2 separate regions of the Gasterosteus aculeatus genome follow, and region 2 is linked to region 1. A link is a contact called in public Hi-C data. All regions are on one chromosome and are shown on one strand. The core of a region is the stretch at or near the end of the contact, and the rest is flanking DNA. Distances in the headings are between cores, read along the strand shown. Region 1 has its middle 11 kb from the start of LOC120810778. Region 2 overlaps ulk4 (unc-51 like kinase 4).

Evidence for each region. Hi-C and Micro-C count contacts between places; a contact is called where the count stands out from the background.
Region 2: a contact with region 1 is called in a Hi-C map of liver, with 10 times the contacts expected there. The contact joins two enhancer-like sites. A contact is called at or near these places in 5 of 6 Hi-C or Micro-C datasets (liver, skeletal muscle, tail fin and 1 more).

The regions. Positions count from the first base shown.
Region 1 is chr20:14,700,076-14,705,078 of fGasAcu3.hap1.1, reverse strand. No RefSeq gene overlaps it. Among protein-coding and RNA genes, the nearest start is that of LOC120810778, 11 kb to the right of the region's middle. Within about 2 kb of position 3,673, at least 3 of the 9 cell types and tissues checked have open chromatin away from gene starts, as enhancers often do. A contact at or near this core is called in liver, where this site is marked.
Region 2 is chr20:14,808,239-14,813,362 of fGasAcu3.hap1.1, reverse strand. It overlaps ulk4 (unc-51 like kinase 4), which reads left to right. Exons shown (of 37, transcript XM_040165884.2): 9 at 263-445; 10 at 757-1,103; 11 at 1,372-1,441; 12 at 1,953-2,001; 13 at 2,233-2,325; 14 at 2,531-2,591; 15 at 2,700-2,917; 16 at 3,239-3,285; 17 at 3,417-3,495. Among protein-coding and RNA genes, the nearest start is that of ulk4, 6.2 kb to the left of the region's middle. Within about 2 kb of position 3,667, at least 7 of the 9 cell types and tissues checked have open chromatin away from gene starts, as enhancers often do. A contact at or near this core is called in liver, where this site is marked.

The DNA.
Region 1 (5,003 bases), core at 2,424-4,923:
CCAGATGTAGAGTATTAGAACATTACATTTCATCTTCATCAAAATCCAGAGTGTCAACGACATGAATATACTTCATGAATAACAACGTTTCTTCACAAGATAACTTGTCACTGTGGGTATTTGTATCATCACGCAGCAGTAGAGTAGAGCGGCTGGGCAACAGGGATTTCCTCCTCGGGGCGGAAAGAGAACACATGTGGAAGCAGAAGCAGGGGTCACAAACACTCGTCTGTCTTTTAGCACCCATGTCAGTAACTTTTACAATCAATTACCGAGCTTGTGCCAGCAAAACAGTAACATCACAGTAAAAAAAAGAAAAGACGAGGTCAGTTTAGATCTCTTTCACCCGTGATGCTTTGCCCTGCAAAATGGTGAATATGGATTTAGTCCTGTCTGACTTGAAGTCGGAATGGTTTTTGTTTGGCTTCCCATGGGGGAAAAGCCATTCTTGTCTGTTGTTTTTATTATCACGGAGTCACAGGGGGAAGCTTTTGCCGTGTTCACCTTTGCCAAAGTCAAAAGGAACACCTCTAATTCAGAGACAATAAAAATCATCACGGAGGACTTGTCAGCGAGCCAGCGTTTTCACGTTACATTCCTGTGATACTTGCAGGTTGCAGGCAGAGCGTTGTTTGCTGGAATCCAAACATTTGCATCATCACCCGGATATCTAACAGTCGTCTCTGAATAAGTCCTCATTTAACTTCTTTTAAATTCTCACAAAATTGAAGCGTGGTCGGAAATGCAGGCGCCGTTGTTGAGTCACACAGGAACACAAATACTGCCGGTGGAAAAGCAGAGCGAGGGACAGACGGCCCGTCACGTAGAAGACAGAAAGACTCCGACAGACGGGCTGACAGATAATCTGTGGGCTCAAAGGAGGAGAATGTCATTGATCTCCCAGAGGACAATACGACACCGAGCCTTCTGCAGTGCTACAACCACTCAAACTCACACATAGGGGTCAGACCTTATGGGTGTGGTGCTGAATGGAGTCTAATTCCCTTTCAGTCAGATGGAGAATAAACAGGTCATTGTCGGAGAGCACTACCCGGCATGCCACGCGTCCCATCAGGCCAGATAACCACTATGTGCGTCCTTTGGCTTCTCAAAGCCACAACTATCCCCACATTTACACAACATGCACAGGAGATTTCAGAGTTGTCAGCATCTCCTCTTGGTGATGTCACATGCGAACAGGATGCATTTTCCACTAAAAAGTCCAATCCATCAAACAGCAGTTTTTTCATAGTTCTTATACATGTATGCATTTTATATATTCTATTATGTTAATGACATGTTATTGTTTGTATGTGTACACGTACAGCATTATTATTATTTGGCAATAATTGCACAATTCAAATTTTACCATGACTAATTAACTGCATCAAAACCATTGTGACTGGTTATCTTCTAGCTTTTCACTGTCATGTATTTAAAGCCACTCTAATACAAGTTTACATACTTCCTTACTTTGAGGTGAAAGGGGACATTTCAAACAGAAACACTGATTATGAAGAATCCGACTGCGGTTCAAAGTTATTTGATTTAAAGATTTGCTTTCAATCTCATAGCGCTTAAGCTGGAGTGTGTTCTCCTACAGGAACTTCAAATTGAATATTGTGTTTCACCCCAGTGAGGTAGACAATTACTTATTTTTCAAAAATAACCTACAGACCTTGAACCACCAAATACAAGTGGGATCCATTCAGACTCTGTTAAATGTTTTATTTGTATGTTGAAGGTTCATGACAAATGGCAATATTCTACGATGAATAATAAATAGGATAAAACCGAGTGGGCTCATGGGAATAAAACCTCCAGAGTGATGTCTGCTATGTCAACATATCTACTTGGTGTCAGACGCCTTCAAAAAAAGTAACTATATACATCTCAAGTTGTAAAAAAGAGAATTTAAAGAACTCTCTACCGTACATTTGACAAAGAAACCACATGCTTCAAAAAAATACTAAAACAACAATGTTTTTCCAGAGAGACCAACTGAATTCTCTCTTGTCAAGCATGCTTCTATGCATTATCGATGATTTAGCTCGGCCCCGTGGTGGAAAAACACTTTCTACAGATGAGAGACAATGTTGGCTGTCGTATACTGAAAAGAAACGTTAAAAGTGGAGCCATGTTTGTTGGAAACACAAACATCGTGATTAATGAACAGCGGCTAGAAAATAGACAGCCAATTAAATGGGGAGCCGGGAAAGTAACTGATCTCCGTCAGTCTGATACGGAGACGGACGGAGATCGATCGACGGGGCTTCAGAGCACGTAAATATTTAGGGGCTGACTAGTCGACGCAGTGAGAGACGGGGAGGGGGCGTGCCAGTGGGCGAGCGGAGAGACGGACGGACACGTGGTGAAGAAACTGATTGGGAGGAAAACAGGAAAGAACACACTCAGACAAACGCACATTGTGATAATGGTGACATTTGCAGGGTGCCAGTGGTTGCGTGCGGCGGGCCGATGGCCCACAGCGATGGCCTTTAGAAGAGTGACAGGCCAGAATTACCATTAAGAGCCGGCAGTATTAACCCTAGATTATACATATAGCACACTGTCTCTCTCTCACACACACACACACACACACCGCTCTACGTGACTTCAATAGCTTATAACCTCTGTGCTGGAAAGATTCGATTGCTCTCACTCTGCTCACCTATCTGTCCCTCTCTCATGCGCTGCTGCCGCCGGGCTCTCTGCCCCTCCATCTCCACCTCCATCTCCACCTTCATCTGCACCTCCTCTGCTATCGGTTCTCCCATCTCTCCTCTGCGCTCATCTGTTTCCCTTTAGCTTCCTTTCTTTACTTGTTATAGTAAAACACAAAGTACACATCGGATCCTGGGACAGGCAACCATTCTGTATTTTCTTTACTCGGAACAATCAGGCCATATGTTTGTGCTTGTACTGCTGAAAGGGTTCTTTTTTGCAGCCTACATTTTGACATCGGCATGCATGCTCATTGCTGTTTTTTACTTTATAAAATGTCTGACCTTAGACTAATGTATGCCCAGGGGCTCCAGCCATAACAAGATGTGGCTGCAAGCAAAAGAGTTCATACTGCTCCATGCGCAGCATCACTACTGATTTAAAAATATTACTAATCACTTTTAGGGCTCTTCAAAACCAGGATCTAGATTATAGTATCTTTGTTTTTATCGTTTTGGGGGAAGTAAAGACATTTCTTTTGCCTAAAATGTTTTTTCTGTCATATTTATTTACTCTTTTTGTGAACTTGGCACTTGGGAATAGGAAGGTAGGGCAGTAAGACAAACAGGCAAATATACCTGCTGATACTCCACAGGCTGCAGTATTTAGTGCTGTGTAAAGTCAAGATGTTACAGGGAGTCACAACGTGGCCTCGTTTCACGTGTGTGTCTTCTTGTGAGTCTGTGCGTGTATGCAATGTGTGCGACTATGTGTGTGTTATCAGGGCAGTACAGACTCTGCTGTCCAGCGGTGTGTGAGATGAGACAGAGCGAAAGATTTACCACCATGAAACACTAAGCAGACTGTGAACACACACGCACAGAAACAGACACATATGAACACACTTCCCGGCCATAGACGCACACTTTCGCTCTTATCTGTTATACTACACACAGCACACACACACACACACACACACACACACAACACACACACTCATTTTAGCAGCAGTGTTATCAGGGGTCACCATTGGTCCATATCTTGGCCAGGGGCAAGCACTTGGGCCTCTATGATGTCGGCATATCTGCAGATGGAAAACTAACCATCCGGCCCCACACAGCACACGAGGCACACGCACACTCTGGCAAACGGACTTCAGACCGCCTGGTGGCTCAAATGAACAAACTTTCAAGTGCAGACAGCGCTGTGTCCAGCCCAAGAATAAGGATATTAACAATTAAAGACTTTATAATAGTAGTATAACCCACAGACTACTAACCCATAGCATTACATTTTATTTTATTCCTCATGCACTGTTGTCTTGTCGTCCATTGTTGTACCGTCTGCTGTTACGCACCAACCGGCAAGTCGAATTCCTTGTATGTCTGATCCTGATCCTGATACTTTCGAAGCCATATGTTGATCAGTTTACTCCCGATTCCCCCCCTTTCGATTTAACAAATCATTACTTTTCTGTGATTTTTTTCTTATTCCTGTATTATTTTGTATAAAGAAGTAAATTATTATTCAAACAGAGCGTGAGTTCTGCAGCATATCTGCAGATTTCTGTGAGTGTTTCGTTCAGTATTAATGTGAGAAGCGATGTGGGCTTTTTTTTCATTTCGCATGATGCAAACTCAACATGTTATTAACTATGAATCAGAGAACCTCGCTGGGAACAGTCTGAACCATATTCATTAAAACTGGCAAGATTCAGCGGAGTGACAGAAAGACTGCTTTGCTGCTACAATCTCACCATAAGTCATTTGAACTGCATGTATGTGGAAAATAGGCAGATAGAAAAAAGAGAGACAGATAGAGCGTGCTCACTGAAATACATTTACACAAAAACTGGAAAACATAATAAAAGATAATAAACAATCAACAGGTTTTGTCAGAAAGCCAAATGCACAGAATTAAAGATTGTTACAGTGAATGTTATCCATTACATCTGGGTTGGAGGCTATTTGGCTGACTCCTCATGTTGGCACCATGAGCACTATTAGCAATGCTCCTGTTACAGGCCCGACAGAAACTGACTGAATAAGCTCATACAATAGGCTGACGTAACAACACAGGCCGAGCGAGGGAATAGATCCATTATGATAAACCACTATGGCCTAAAGTGGTGTTCCACTTTAAGGCTTCAAGGCATCGTGGCTGTCACATTTTAATCAACTTGAGACCGAAACGAAACTGATGCAGATTGTAAATTCAAATAATTTCAACCACACCAAAGTCCCTAATGAAAAAATGACTCTCGGCAACCCAAGGGCTTTGTTTATTTTGGGTAGGGTGCCAAAAATACAAGCTGGACACGTCTACACAGATTAAGTCCA
Region 2 (5,124 bases), core at 2,418-4,917, 110 kb before region 1:
CCGCTTGAGAGCTTCTAAAGTAAAATGGACTTAATTTTAACATTGAATTACTTAAGATACATCAGACTGTGCGTCACTTTTTTGTTTTATTATCAAAAATCTCTGTGTACGTATTTTGTGAAAGCACTGATTGTAAATCCTTCAATATCATCCAATATTGAAATTGAGGTATTAGATAAAAAATACTGTGTTATTGTTTAATTCTCTCCATATTGCCTGACCCTTTTTTAATTTGATAGTTTTACCTTTTTTTGTTAATTAGGATGAACTGGGATGAGTTGTGTGAGCACCCTTTCTGGACACCAATACTAATGGAGGAAAAAGGAGAAGAAGAAGAGGAAGAAGAAGGAGAAGAGGAGGAGGAGGAGGAGGAGGAGGAGGAGGGTGAAGGAAGGGACCAAGAGGAAATACATAGCTGTGCGGGGGTCATTAAAGCTAAATTGAGGTGGGTTGAAATATTTATATTTATTTACCAGCTCCTTCAGAATTCAACGAATATGTTTTTTCAGTCATTTTACTCGTTTTAGATTTGCTTGGTGAAAGTGGAAATGCACACACTATTGGTAGATATAGAGGTCAAAGCCTTGTTCAAGCCCAGTCTACTTTGATCCCCGAGCAAGGCAACACAGTTTAAAATACCCCTCAACGTGATGCAATAGTATTTTACAGCAACAAACCAACAAGCTTGCAGAATCACCATATTTAATCAAATACGAGTATTTTTGGTTAATGTTTATTTTTTCCATAACTCAACAGATACACAAGGATCCCTGACCTTTTCCCTCCAGGACATGCAGACAAGCTTTCCAACAGTCAGCCACCTTCTAGGATCTCAGAGAAAGAAATAAATCTCAAGAAATTAATTTCATCACAGACAACAATTGCTTCAATTTACGGCCCATCTGACAGAAAGAATGATTGCCAACAAGCTCTCCGACACAACACATGTGGAGGTTCAAGGAACATCCAGGGCTTGGATAGGGAGATGGAGCTGGAGAAGGAGAAAGGAGGAGGTGGGGTGGCAAAGACAGAAGATGACTCCAAGATAACTGGGGCCAAGCAGATGTGCCACACACTGCCGCCCAATAAGTCGTTAATGCTTGGTAAGACATTCTTACAATTGCAGTTGTTTGAAGACGTCTTCAGTAATCTGGTTGTCGCATTTTTGTCTGCCCATTTTCTTCCTCTCATCTGCAAACATTAGACATTTCCCAGTCGGCTGTAATTGCTATTGTGCTAATCTCTTTTCTGATTAAAACGCAATCTATATCTTCTGCCTGTGTGGCCTTTACAGGGCAAATGTGATGTGTCACACAGACATATTGTACCCTGTACAATCTGATTTTGTATCTTTTGTGCTTCTTCCTCCAGATAATGTATCAGAGCTCAAGCCAAAGAGTGGTGTGGATGAGGACAATAGCGAATCCATTTTTCTGATCAGGTATTCAGTTTCTTTCTATTTGCTGTCCTGTGCACCTGTTTTGCCCCAGTCACACCCTAACCAGTTATCACAGTGCTGTCAATCCATATTACACAGTCGGTTAATTGATTTCCTTGTTAATTTCTCCATTCTTAAAGTATGTAAATTTCAAAAGTCTTACACAAATTATTATTTATCCTCCATCCGCACACACTCTGGTATTAAACACACGCATCAGGAAAGTACAGCAGATTGATTGTACCAAGGAGGTCGACGGGGGGCTGGAGTCAATCCCAGTTAGCATCTGGCGTCACTGGACTGGCGACCAGTCAATGGCAGGGCTAACATAGAGACATAGACGACTGTGCCAACGACCATACCACCCTTTGTTGAAGCATCATTTTAAAATATGCTACTCGCATATCTATTGTTATAATACTATGCTCTACCAATTGATGTAGAGATCAGCCTCATGCAACTATTTTCCTGTTTCCTGTTGTTTGTCCTGTGCTGGCTCTCGAACCACCTCAAGGAGAAGCTGCAGTATCTCAGACTCTCCAAACCAGACCCATGCACCTCAGGTTACTGCCACCATATACTCATTTGCAAGAATTTGTAAAAAGCCAGAGTGTTTTGTCACTATGTCTCAACCGAATCACATTATTGATGTTTATTTTTGTTGGTTTTTCTTCTGAAGACTGGAATATATTAACTTTTAGGTCAAACCTCTTCATCCATTTGCTGGTGAGCTTGGTGAATAGTTCTCTCCTGTTGAGGTTGACTCTCCTCTTTTTTCTACAACCTCTTCCTAGGCTGCGACTGGTACTGACTTCACGTCCTCTTTGAAAGCTCTTCTCCACACTGACTCTGATCTGACTGTCACCCAAATCATGGACAACCCCAAGGTATAGCGATACATTATTATTGGACACAAGCCCTTTAAGGCTAAAGGGTGTAAAATGCAATCTGACCTTTTAATCATCTGCAGTTGCTTCATTGGGAGGAGGAGCCCCTCCTTATAACCTCTTCTCACAGTCAAATTGTGGATGGATGGGAATTGTGCTGTGAAAATCACTCAATGGGTCACTCTGTGCTGTTCTGTCTTATCAGATTCTTAAGAGTCCTCCAGTGCGTTTTGATACCAAAACCCTTTGTGTACCAGCATATTCAGGTACTGATCTTCATTTGTTTTTTGGGTCAAATGATATTTTGTTCTATATAAAGTACCCAGTATTTGGTAATTTTCCCAAAAGCGCTTTTCTTCGCTCCCTTTCTCCAGTTGAGAAGCTGCAGTCCCTCAGTGATGAAGAGTGGACGGTCTTCCTCTACCAGCTTTGTTCATCCCTTGAACAGAGTGCATCTACTGCTCCTCCTCCCCTTCCTCCACCTCCTCCTCCTCACTCCACAACCAATCGCTCCAGGCTCAACCTGCTGTGTTACCTCTGCTGTGTAGTTGGCCATAAAGTTATTGCTAACAGGCTGATGAACTCACCACTGGTAGGACAACATGTATTTAGATCAGATCCATGTTGAAACATTGATGCATGCCTATTTGCTACACAATTATTTAAGGCTAAGACACAAAATTACTAGGAATTTATCTCTGATAAAACACCTGATTAACTCTAAAAAGATTTTGTGAGCTCGACTACTTTCACAATATTTTAGAACTCTAAAAATGTTTAACTCAAGCTTTTATAAAATATTCAAATGCTATAATATATAACATGTCTTCTTAGTGACTGGGTTCTTATTGTTGGATTTTTTTTCTTTATTTCTGGATCTCTCTCTAATCTCCACCCACCTTCATTCTTCCAGCTTCCAGTATTGACCCAGCAATTACGACAATCTTCGAACTGGGATGTGTAAGTACATTTCATGACAGGGATTAAAAATCATTTTAGATAGTCCTGTGATGGCATCAACAGAAAATCCCGTTTTATGAATTCATTTTCTATTATTAATTTTCTAACAAAAAACAAAAAACATTTTCCAGACGGAGCAAGGTTCTCAGAACAATTGGTCTGCTGGCTGTGCATTGTACTGATTTGAAAGAGGACAGTCCTGTTTCTGAGGTGTGTAACACAAACACACACCCACACACAGATACAATTTTACTTTCTATATTTTAACCAATGCAACCTCCTGTGTAAATGGATGATAGTTAGAATGAGGAGAGATAGTATATTCTATCCAGCTACAGAAGCCCACGTGCAGTACCGGTTCACACCCTCAGGTGACAGTACATACCAGCAGAGGTACAGAATGTATTACTGCACAATAATGCACGAGTACAGAAAACATTTACGCAGCAAAATGCAAAACTGCATGATGCACCATGCATAGATGTTTCTTTATTTACAATAAGTGTTTAATGTTGTTGAACACTTCAATGCATTTTGATTAATTTCATAAAAAGGTTTTTTTTGACTTGTCCTGCTGCTTATGTTCTTTTTAGGGGCATATCCCCCATAATTTAAACTTCCAGTCCAACATGTGGGAGAATCTCTCCTAACACAAGAAGAAGATGGAAAGACCAACATGATTTGTCTACACTAACGTTATAGTACTAGTGTGTACCAGCAGGGGGCATTCAAACTCTACAAGACAACACAACTTTTATTAGATCCTGAGACACTAAAAACCTTATGACTGTTTCTCCATCGCTCCCTCACACACACACACACACACACGCTAATTCATACAAAATATTTGAAGAACATTGTAGTGTAAAGGATCATAAACTAATTGATTTATGTTATTGCTAATTTGACAACTGGAGGTGTTTGTAATGCTAGTGTAACTGCTCACTATTGAGGCATCAATAACATTCATAGTTATTGTAATGATACAAGTGAAACTCTTCTACAAATCTATATTGTTTATTTGGTATACCTTGCCAAAAAAAACAATTGTCAGGGCAATTTTATTCATACAACCCAGTATAATAAATCACAAATTCGCTCCAACGAACATGACAATCTTTACAGCATATAACACCCTCCTTTCTTCCACAATCCACAATTTGTAGAAAAAAAGTCCCCTAAACACCCTTTGGTGGTGGAGTTGAGAAACCTTATCACACTACACCATGAGCCCCCTTGAGGCAAATTTGTGATATTTGGTTTTAGTTAATTACATTCACTTGAATAATAGTTTGACTGCATTAGTTTGATGTAGGTGTACCTAATAATTTGGCAAATGAAAGTATTTTCCTATACAGTAACAAACATACAATTCAAATACTTTACTGAGTGCCCCTACGCATGTTTAAACCAAGCGGTGTTACTAACCCTAACCCCCTGATATAAAAGCACTTCTGTTTGCTGGTGAGATGTGGAGCCTCCCCCTTATTTGATATTTTCATCCATAACAGAATTAAACACCTATTCGTGTCCCTCTACTTTCTTTCTTGCCTCGTCTGCTCGATGCCATCTATTCCTATTGATCCATTCCGGCTATGCTTTTTCTGGTCCCACATCCACACTCTTTCTTGATTTGTCTTTTTATTTCCCGTCTTTACTTGTTTCAACACTTCTGCTACTGAGTCGTCGCAGTAATTTACAAAATGGCCGACCATGGCATAGCAGGGTTTTTCTCCGATGCGCTTGTTGTTAAAGACAAATAGCGGAACATTTTTTCCGCTACTGTCCGTGGCTCCCTGCAGCTAACCTAGGATGACAAATTGTTAAGAAAAGAATAAA